Linked DNA regions of Hordeum vulgare: regions 1 and 3 are each linked to region 2. The links are chromatin contacts, called in public Hi-C maps. All regions are on one chromosome and are shown on one strand. The core of a region is the stretch at or near the end of the contact, and the rest is flanking DNA. Distances in the headings are between cores, read along the strand shown. Region 1 has its middle 61 kb from the start of LOC123405937. Region 2 holds the start of LOC123406139 (probable alpha,alpha-trehalose-phosphate synthase [UDP-forming] 8). Region 3 holds the start of LOC123405937 (stigma-specific STIG1-like protein 3).

Region 1 (2,700 bases), core at 134-2,633, 150 kb before region 2:
TGCGTGGGGGACAACTTATTCTAGAAGGCTTAAAAAGTTATCGAAAGAACTGACCCTTAATCATCATGACGGAGGCGGTACCACCACGTACACGGTACACATACACTCGTTTTGACATCACGTACGCATACACTTATAGTTGTGCTGTTCAATCACTATCAATCCCGAATTGCAGCCAATTGTTATCCCATTTGGGATTAATTATAACACCACACAGGCACACACGGGTCAATATCCCTCCCCATCCTTAATTATCGTTATCTCATCTGATGTTCGTGAACGAGATGATCGTTAACAGTTAACAAACGCCCTCCCTCAGCCAGTTAGCGCCATTAACGACACGGCACACTGGCAATGGATAAGGGTGCGACTATGGTCGTCGCACCTAATTGTACTCCATCCGTTTTAAAGAATTTGTCTTAGATTTGTATCAATATGAATGTATCTAGTCACGTTTTAGTATTTAGATACATTCAATTATAGACAAACCTAAGACAAGAATTTTGAGAGGAAAGAGTACTTCATACGGATCAAAATCAATTAGGGGCCGTTTGAAATCGGTGTATTCTAATACACTCGTATTAGTTTTACAACTGTTTTTTTTGCTGATCATGTACGATTTTCAGTAGAAAATAAAAACGATGGATTATGGTCTGTATATTTTACACTTGTAACAGGGTTGAAAACGACAATCCAATCAATGCCTTGGTTGATGTGGTACGGTATGCATCGACCGAGCGGGGCAGGAAGGGTGCGGCATCTTGCTTCCACTAAATGCATCCGAACCAACGAGTACACCACCAGCCAGCCAGCCAGCTCGTAATGCAAGGTATTGCTTCAATTATTTAATGCGTAAAGAAGTCTTATCTGCTGCCTAACCTCTTCTTTATCTGTCATACTTTTAAGCTTTTAACGCGTAAAGAAATTCTTTTCTGTCTGGTACAAGCTCGGAATTGTCATGGTACCCCCACCGTTCTTTCGGTACAAGTATTTCTAGGCTGGCATTTCCCTTATTTTACAATTATTCAACGCCCACTCTTTCGGTACCCCCACCGTTCCATAATTTTAGTTACCCCTAAAAAAACAATTAGTTCGGTATTGGTACAAACTAGTACAATCATTAACTAGATTGACAATGACGATGAGCTCACCCCGCTGAGGCCGTTGGCTCCGAGATACTCCAACGGGGTGAGTGATCCGACTGCTGCTGCTCTCGAGGCCTCTTCGGAGCAGGCGGGAGGGATGGGTGAAGGTGGGGGGCTGTCGTCGTTGGACTCGGCTTTGACTCATCGGCCTATGCCCGCCTACCTCCACGGTTGATGACGCAGGTGTCTTGTCTCTGGGCATTGTGCGGTGGTTTGCACAGATCCCTTTTAATGATCTCATTGCTTGGAGAAGGATCATCGTGCGCGTGAGTGTCACAATCCACGACGTCCTCTCAGTCACCGGTATGTCTTGTCATCGCGCCGCTTTCTCGTATTCAGAACCCAACATCGTCAACCTCCTGCTCCAAAAGAGGGCCCAATGAAGTCCGCGCTCCCCTCCGTTGCATCTCGACGTGGGCCTTGGGCGTTTGAGGTATGTGCTTTCGCTAGCCCGACAACCCCATCCGATGTGGTGCTTCAGACCACTCTAGCTGATCAGACTAAGTTGCTTCAAGGTTGGCAATCATGAATTAATATCTTCCCGAAGTGGGCGGAGGCTTCTTTGAGTAGGCATTCCCTTGTGCCATGTACCTTGCAGGCCACGTCGGTGCCACATCCTCTTGGTGTGGCCATTGTCGGCTCTATGGAGGACGCAGGTCAGAGCCCTATGGTTTGTTCTCCCCTCATGTCGGGACAATTCAACTTCGATGTCAGCTTCGTGTGTTGTGTTGCCCATCGTTGTGGGCGAATCCATCGTTGTGCTTGCGGCCCCCGTGCTGCAACTCACGCTCGAGATTCGAGATATATGTTCGAGCCCTGCTTCGCCTCTGTTCTTGGAGCGGTTTGAGTCAGGTGAGCAAGTGGAGGCGCCAAATTTCATTGTGTCATTAGTTGCGTGTGGTGCAGGGTGTTGTGTAGGTAGTTCCTGAGGACGATAATATTGATGCAGCCGGTTGATTGGTGCTTGCTCCTAGGATCCCCTTGGTTTACAACAATTACAACAGTACAATGAGTTCTACGACTTCCTTGACAAATGGGTAGCTCATCAGTTTGGATCCTGCAACACAAGTGGTTGGCTCCTGAAAGAGAAACCCAATAGGGAAAAAGAAAAGATAAACAAAAGCAAGGTGGCACCATCCGAAAGGCGCCCACGATTTCATGATCGATGGTGCTCCATTTTGAGCATGGTCGGTGTTCTTTTCTAGTGCTCCATTGTGTTGTACAAGTGTCGAGGATTACGATTTTGGTGCGTCACGAGGGCCACACGTGCGGTGACATTGTTTCGTGTTGCGTGAGTAGTACACATTTGGATTGTTCGTATCGGTTTTTGTCTCGGTTTCCAAAAATTAACTGGGCAACTATCTTCTTCTTAATTAATTAATGCGGCAAACATTTTGCATTCATTTAAAAAAATAACTAGAATGCTAAGAGCATGGTTAATAGTATAGCTAGCTGCTCGCTATAAGACATTGTCATGTTATCTATAGCCTATCTTATAGCCAACATGTACAATAGTTGATTAAAAAAGTGTACTGCTTTTTTATTATATGACACA
Region 2 (2,760 bases), core at 112-2,611:
AACAACACTTTTTCATAACAATTAATTGACTTTAGTACTATCCAAAGTTGAACTTGTGTGTCTCTCTTTAAAAACTCTGCAAATTAGTAGATAAACATAGTGTTGACGTCTTGGGCATTCTCCTAAGATGGGTTATCTAAAATTTTGGACATTCGTTTGGTAGACGGAACACGTTTCAACCAGAAAACTTGGCATAGTAACAAATGTATATACTCTTATCCGTTGTCTTGTAAGCACATGCAAAGTATAGCTTAGATAGTTAGGTTTCTTGCGGTGAAACCTGCCTACCCGTGTTTGGGTAGACACTTTCATACGGTGGTTGTATGTTTTCTGGATTTGTTTCATACTCTTTGACATTATCCACTTAATGGCATGATGTGAATGTCGACTACAAGCGCCTTTTAATGATTTTATCATCTCAAAATCTGCCAGCTCATACAGATAAGGCGTGCGAGCATGCTCTTATAAGGTTGAGCGTGCGTACATGTTCCGAAAGATTCATACTTTCCTAACAGAAAATATTGATTGAAAGCAATGCGGGCAAGAGCCAGAAATTACTTTAAATTGTAGTAAAAAGTAAAACCGGGCCTATTTTATTTACGGCAAGAATCAAATCCAGACATCCGCTAGCGCGCAACGTGACAAAGAAAAGGACGAATTCTCACGTCGCGAACAAGCCCCTTATGTAGCAAAAACGACTTGACTTCAAAACCGTTCAAAGCTGAACCTGCATATCTTGTTTTAAAGAATCCCGTCAAACATAAAAGATAGGCGCAGCGTCGACGTCGTCGGTATTCCCTTCAAACAGTTTATTATCCGACGTTTTGGACGCCCGTTCGTTCCGTCCGGCAGACCGGAAGCGGCCCAGCCACAAAACGTGGCCCAATTCTATACTCCCGCTTTCCCGGCGCGCGTTTTCCTTCCCTCCTTGCCTCACGCACGCGCATGCCCCTACGTGACGCGATGCGTCCGCGCCATCGGCCAGCAGCAGCGACGTCACGGCCGGGGTCGGGATAGAGGGATAGGGATACGAAACCCAGCGCCAGCGCCAGCACCAGCAGCCGTTCGGTTTGACGACGGCGACGGTGGCCGTGCGTCGTGGGCAGCGCTCGTCTATCCATCCATCCATCCAATCCGAAACCCAACCGTCCCACGGCGCGGGGGCATGACCGTCATTCGCGCCGCGCGCCTTCCCAATCTGGATAAGCCCCCCGCCCCCGGCCCCACCCCGTGCGTGCCCCCTTCTTCCACCTCCGCTCCCGATCCTGGTCCAAGCTACGAGTAGCTAGCAAGGTGGGCCGGGCCGGGCCGGGCCGGGCTTCGCTCCCGTGTCCCGTTTATATATACCTCCTCCCTCGCTCCCACCCCCGCCCGTTCTTATCCCCAGAAGCTTCCACAGAGGCGGCAGGCACGCCCGCCGATCCAGCTCACCATCTTCTCCCCCCTCCCTCCTCCCTCCGTCCCCCCACATTTCCGCGAGCCACTTCATGCGCCATTATCCCCGTCCAGGAGCACTGGGCAACCGCAACGCGCCGCCGCACAGGCAATAGACGATGCCGTCGCTCTCCTGCCACAACCTGCTCGACCTGGCCGAGGAGGTGCCGCCGCTGCCCCCGTCCCCGCTCCGCCTGCCGCGGGTCATGGCCGGCGCCTCCCCCTCCTCGCCGGCGTCCCCGTCCCAGCCCGGCCCGCCGCGGCGGGTCATCGTCTCGCACCGCCTCCCCCTCCGCGCGTCCCCAGACCCCGCGGCCCCGTTCGGGTTCAGGTTCACCGTCGACGCGGGCACCGTCGCCTACCAGCTCCGCTCGGGCCTGCCCGCCTCCGCCCCCGTGCTGCACGTCGGCACGCTGCCCCCCGCGGCCGCCGACGCCGCCTCCGACGAGCTGGCCAGCTATCTCATGGCCAGCTTCTCCTGCCTGCCCGTCTTCCTCCCCGCCGACCTCCACCGCAGGTACTACCACGGCTTCTGCAAGCACTACATGTGGCCGCTCCTCCACTACCTGCTCCCGCTCACGCCCTCCACGCTCGGGGGCCTGCCCTTCGACCGCGCGCTCTACCACTCCTTCCTCTCCGCCAACCGCGCCTTCGCCGACCGCCTCACCGAGGTGCTCGCCCCCGACGACGACTTCGTCTGGATCCAGGACTACCACCTCCTCGCCCTCCCCACCTTCCTCCGCAAGCGCTTCCCGCGCGCCAGGGTCGGATTCTTCCTCCACTCCCCCTTCCCCTCCTCGGAGATCTTCCGCACGATTCCAGTCCGCGACGACCTGCTCCGCGCGCTCCTCAACGCCGACCTCGTCGGCTTCCACACCTTCGACTACGCGCGCCACTTCCTCTCGGCGTGCTCGCGCCTGCTCGGCCTCGACTACCAGTCCAAGCGCGGATACATCGGCATCGAGTACTACGGCCGCACCGTCACCGTCAAGATACTGCCCGTCGGCATCGACATGGGCCAGCTCCGGTCGGTCGTGTCGGCGCCGGAGACGGCGGACGTCGTGCGCCAGGTCGCCGACGCGTACAAGGGGCGGCGCCTCATGCTGGGCGTGGACGACGTCGATCTCTTCAAGGGGATCGGGCTCAAGTTCCTGGGGATGGAGCAGCTGCTGGTGGAGCATCCCGAGCTCCGCGATAAGGCCGTGCTCGTGCAGATCACCAACCCGGCGCGCAGCGAGGGCCGGGACGTGCAGGAGGTGCAGGACGAGGCGAGGGCCATCAGCGCCCGGGTCAATGAGCGGTTCGGCACCCCCGGGTACACCCCAA
Region 3 (2,746 bases), core at 139-2,638, 210 kb before region 2:
AAGAGGTGTTATAATGCGATGATGTTACTCCGAGTCATGAAACGGACCTAATTTTAATTTGTGCACAATTTTGGAATTTCAAACTATGTATGAAAATTTTAAAAACTTCAATACATTTTCCAAAGTTGTTAACAACTTCCCAATAATTTAGGATTTAGGGTTTTGAATACCAAAATTACGGTTTAAGTAATAGTTCATCAATTTTTAAAATAAATGATCATCAACTTTATAAAAGTTTCATTAACTTCCAATAAAAGTTCGCGTATTTCAGGAATAGTTCACGAATTTAGAAAAGAAAAAAGACTTCAGCAATCTGTGAAAAAATCACCTATTTTTTTTAAAAAATGATCATTTTAAAAAACAAATGGTGTGAGGTTTAAAAAGCTGACGTATTTAGAAAGGAAAAGGAAATCAAAAAAAAAAGGAAAAAATAAATATAAAAAAGAAACAATACAAAGAATACTGCGTTTTCAATGTTGTTTATTAGAGTAAAAAATAGTTGTAGCACGTAAGGTCTTGTTGACCAGTTGGTTAGCGCAACATTGGTAACGCCTAAACGTGCATGATTTCAATCTTGCTTCTTACATAATTTTTGGGTGGTTTAAAAAATAAAGAAAACATGAACAGTGTTCAGGATGTGCTTATGAAAAAAAATACAGCGTATACGTGAATATAACCATCTTGTCATTTATTATGAAGAAGTATCGATCAATCTGGACCGTTTTTGTGTTTAGGGGGTGTACTGAAGCAGAAGTGTAATTATAATCCATAGGTTTTGATAGTATATAAGCTCAAGCCCACTCCTCGCCTCTGCATGCGCACATAGCTATGTATCTAAGTGCAGATCGTCAGATACGACTGTCAACGGCGCATGGTAATGTTGAACTTGATTAATTACTGCGCGTAGTCGCAGAATCCATAGCTGCACTTCTTGTTGCACTGGTTAGAGCAGGCGCCACAGTTCTTCTTGTCGGAGAGGAGATCCACGCAGCGACCACCGCAGCACATCCGGCCGTGCTTGCACGCTTTGTCGCAGCCGCCGCAGTGATGGACGCTGGCGACAGTGTCCACGCACTGGCCGCTGCAGCACGCCGTCCCCGTCGCAAGGCATGCTCCGGCCGACTTCTTCGAGCAGTCGTACGCTGGCAGCGGCGGGTGGACGGTGCCGCCAACAAGCAGGAAGCGGCTCCTCCTTGCCGCTGGGTGACGGGGGCTTGGGCTGGTGCCGGCCATGGCTGGAACAAGGGCACTGGCAGTGGCCAGCACCGTGATGAGGAGAAGCACGGCGGCGCTCGCCATTGTCGAGACAAGGAGGGGTAATGCAGGTGTTTGTGCTTATTGGATCGTGGCTCTTGATTAAGGGAGCTCAATGCTCAAGGATGTGTAGTTTGTGTGACTGTGGAGTAATGCCTCTCATGGCTGAAGCATCACGCTTTATATAGAGAGAGGGCATGGGAAGGAAGTCAGCGGGGTTAGCTCTGCACTCTTGAGGTTGACTTTTGATGGAAATTCGACTTTAAGACACGCCAAGAAGCTGCTTTTGTCCGGAGCAAAAATGATTGAAAATAAACGAAAGGCTTCAGGTACAACGTTTCCATCGAGTGTGGAGGTTTCAGAAAGATTAAATTACAGGTTGATCAATCAATACTCCAGGTACTTGCTAAGCAACCGGTTCACAACAATAGCTAAGAACAGAGAATGGCTGCAAAATGGTTGCAGTACTAAGTGTAAGTAAAGTAAGCTAAGCTCCATCAAGCACGAATTCTGCATAACTAATACAGTACACGGGATGCAATGAACCAAATGTCGCCCGTCCATGCATGCTGGACGTGTTAGGTGAGCATAAGCGGAAGACTTAAAATACTCCTAAGCTAAGCACTTCGCTTCGATACAACCCCTTAGACACATCGACGGTTTAGATTAACCCATACCCTTCATAAAAAAAAGCAGGATGGGGATAAAAATATACGCGCCGCACTGCGCCGGCCCTATGAAGACGGATTCACCTATACATGGTCCGCGTACGGCTGACCAGTGCAAACTCTACCTCGCCCTTCGCCCACGTTACTGCGGCGCAGAGGGTCGCGTCAACCGCCCGCCATTACTCCGGCACGGATTGCCGTGCTCATTACTCCAATGCGGACCGCCGAAGCGTTCCCGCAACCGTGTCGGTGGCGCGCGTTTTTGCGTGCGGCGTCGATCCGCACGTCGCGTCGGTCACCCTGTCGCCGCTTCGGTCCTCCCGCCTTCGCCATCACTGCCCCCAACCACCGCCGCCGTTCGCCTCCTCCCGCTCGCCCTATATAAAAGGCCCGCCCCTGGCGCCTAACTCCCGCACCAGCTTGCCCCTCTCTCCCGCTCGCCCTATATAAAAGGCCCGCCCCTGGCGCCTAACTCCCGCACCAGCTTGCCCCTCTCTCCCTCTCGCCCTCGTCGCCTCTTCCCGCTCCTCCCTCGTTCGTCTCCCTCCGTCTCCGACGACGGCGCGCCCCAACCTGACACTCGAGGAAGCGGAGGAGCTCGCCCACTTCGGCATCCCCACGGCGCCGGACGTGCGGATGCCGTTGGGGTGGCGCCTCGGCGTCGACGGAGTGCTGGTGGCGCCGGTGTCCGAGCCCGATACCTACCTGTTCGCCCACGCCGTCGGCCTCTACCGGGCGCGGCTGTCACCGGAGGAGCTGCGGAACCCTCTATACGCCCCCAACAACCCCGCCTGGCCGGACATGCTCGTCGCCGACCACGACGC

The links. Hi-C and Micro-C count contacts between places; a contact is called where the count stands out from the background.
Region 1: a Hi-C map of leaf shows a contact between it and region 2, with 4 times the contacts expected there. The contact joins the enhancer-like site here to the promoter of LOC123406139 in region 2. A contact is called at or near these places in 1 of 6 Hi-C or Micro-C datasets (leaf) and 1 of 1 datasets of contacts at active chromatin or transcription factors (embryo).
Region 3: a contact with region 2 is called in a Hi-C map of leaf, with 2.8 times the contacts expected there. The contact joins the promoter of LOC123405937 here to the promoter of LOC123406139 in region 2. A contact is called at or near these places in 1 of 6 Hi-C or Micro-C datasets (leaf) and 1 of 1 datasets of contacts at active chromatin or transcription factors (embryo).

Annotation. Positions count from the first base shown.
Region 1 is chr6H:534,822,229-534,824,928 of MorexV3_pseudomolecules_assembly, reverse strand. No RefSeq gene overlaps it. Among protein-coding and RNA genes, the nearest start is that of LOC123405937, 61 kb to the left of the region's middle. Within about 2 kb of position 1,383, at least 1 of the 3 cell types and tissues checked has open chromatin away from gene starts, as enhancers often do. A contact at or near this core is called in leaf, where this site is marked.
Region 2 is chr6H:534,672,389-534,675,148 of MorexV3_pseudomolecules_assembly, reverse strand. LOC123406139 (probable alpha,alpha-trehalose-phosphate synthase [UDP-forming] 8) reads left to right here and starts at 1,361. Exons shown (of 3, transcript XM_045099617.1): 1 at 1,361-2,760. The coding sequence starts at 1,554.
Region 3 is chr6H:534,883,186-534,885,931 of MorexV3_pseudomolecules_assembly, reverse strand. LOC123405937 (stigma-specific STIG1-like protein 3) reads right to left here and starts at 1,388. Exons shown (of 1, transcript XM_045099449.1): 1 at 664-1,388. The coding sequence starts at 1,299. The coding sequence ends at 895.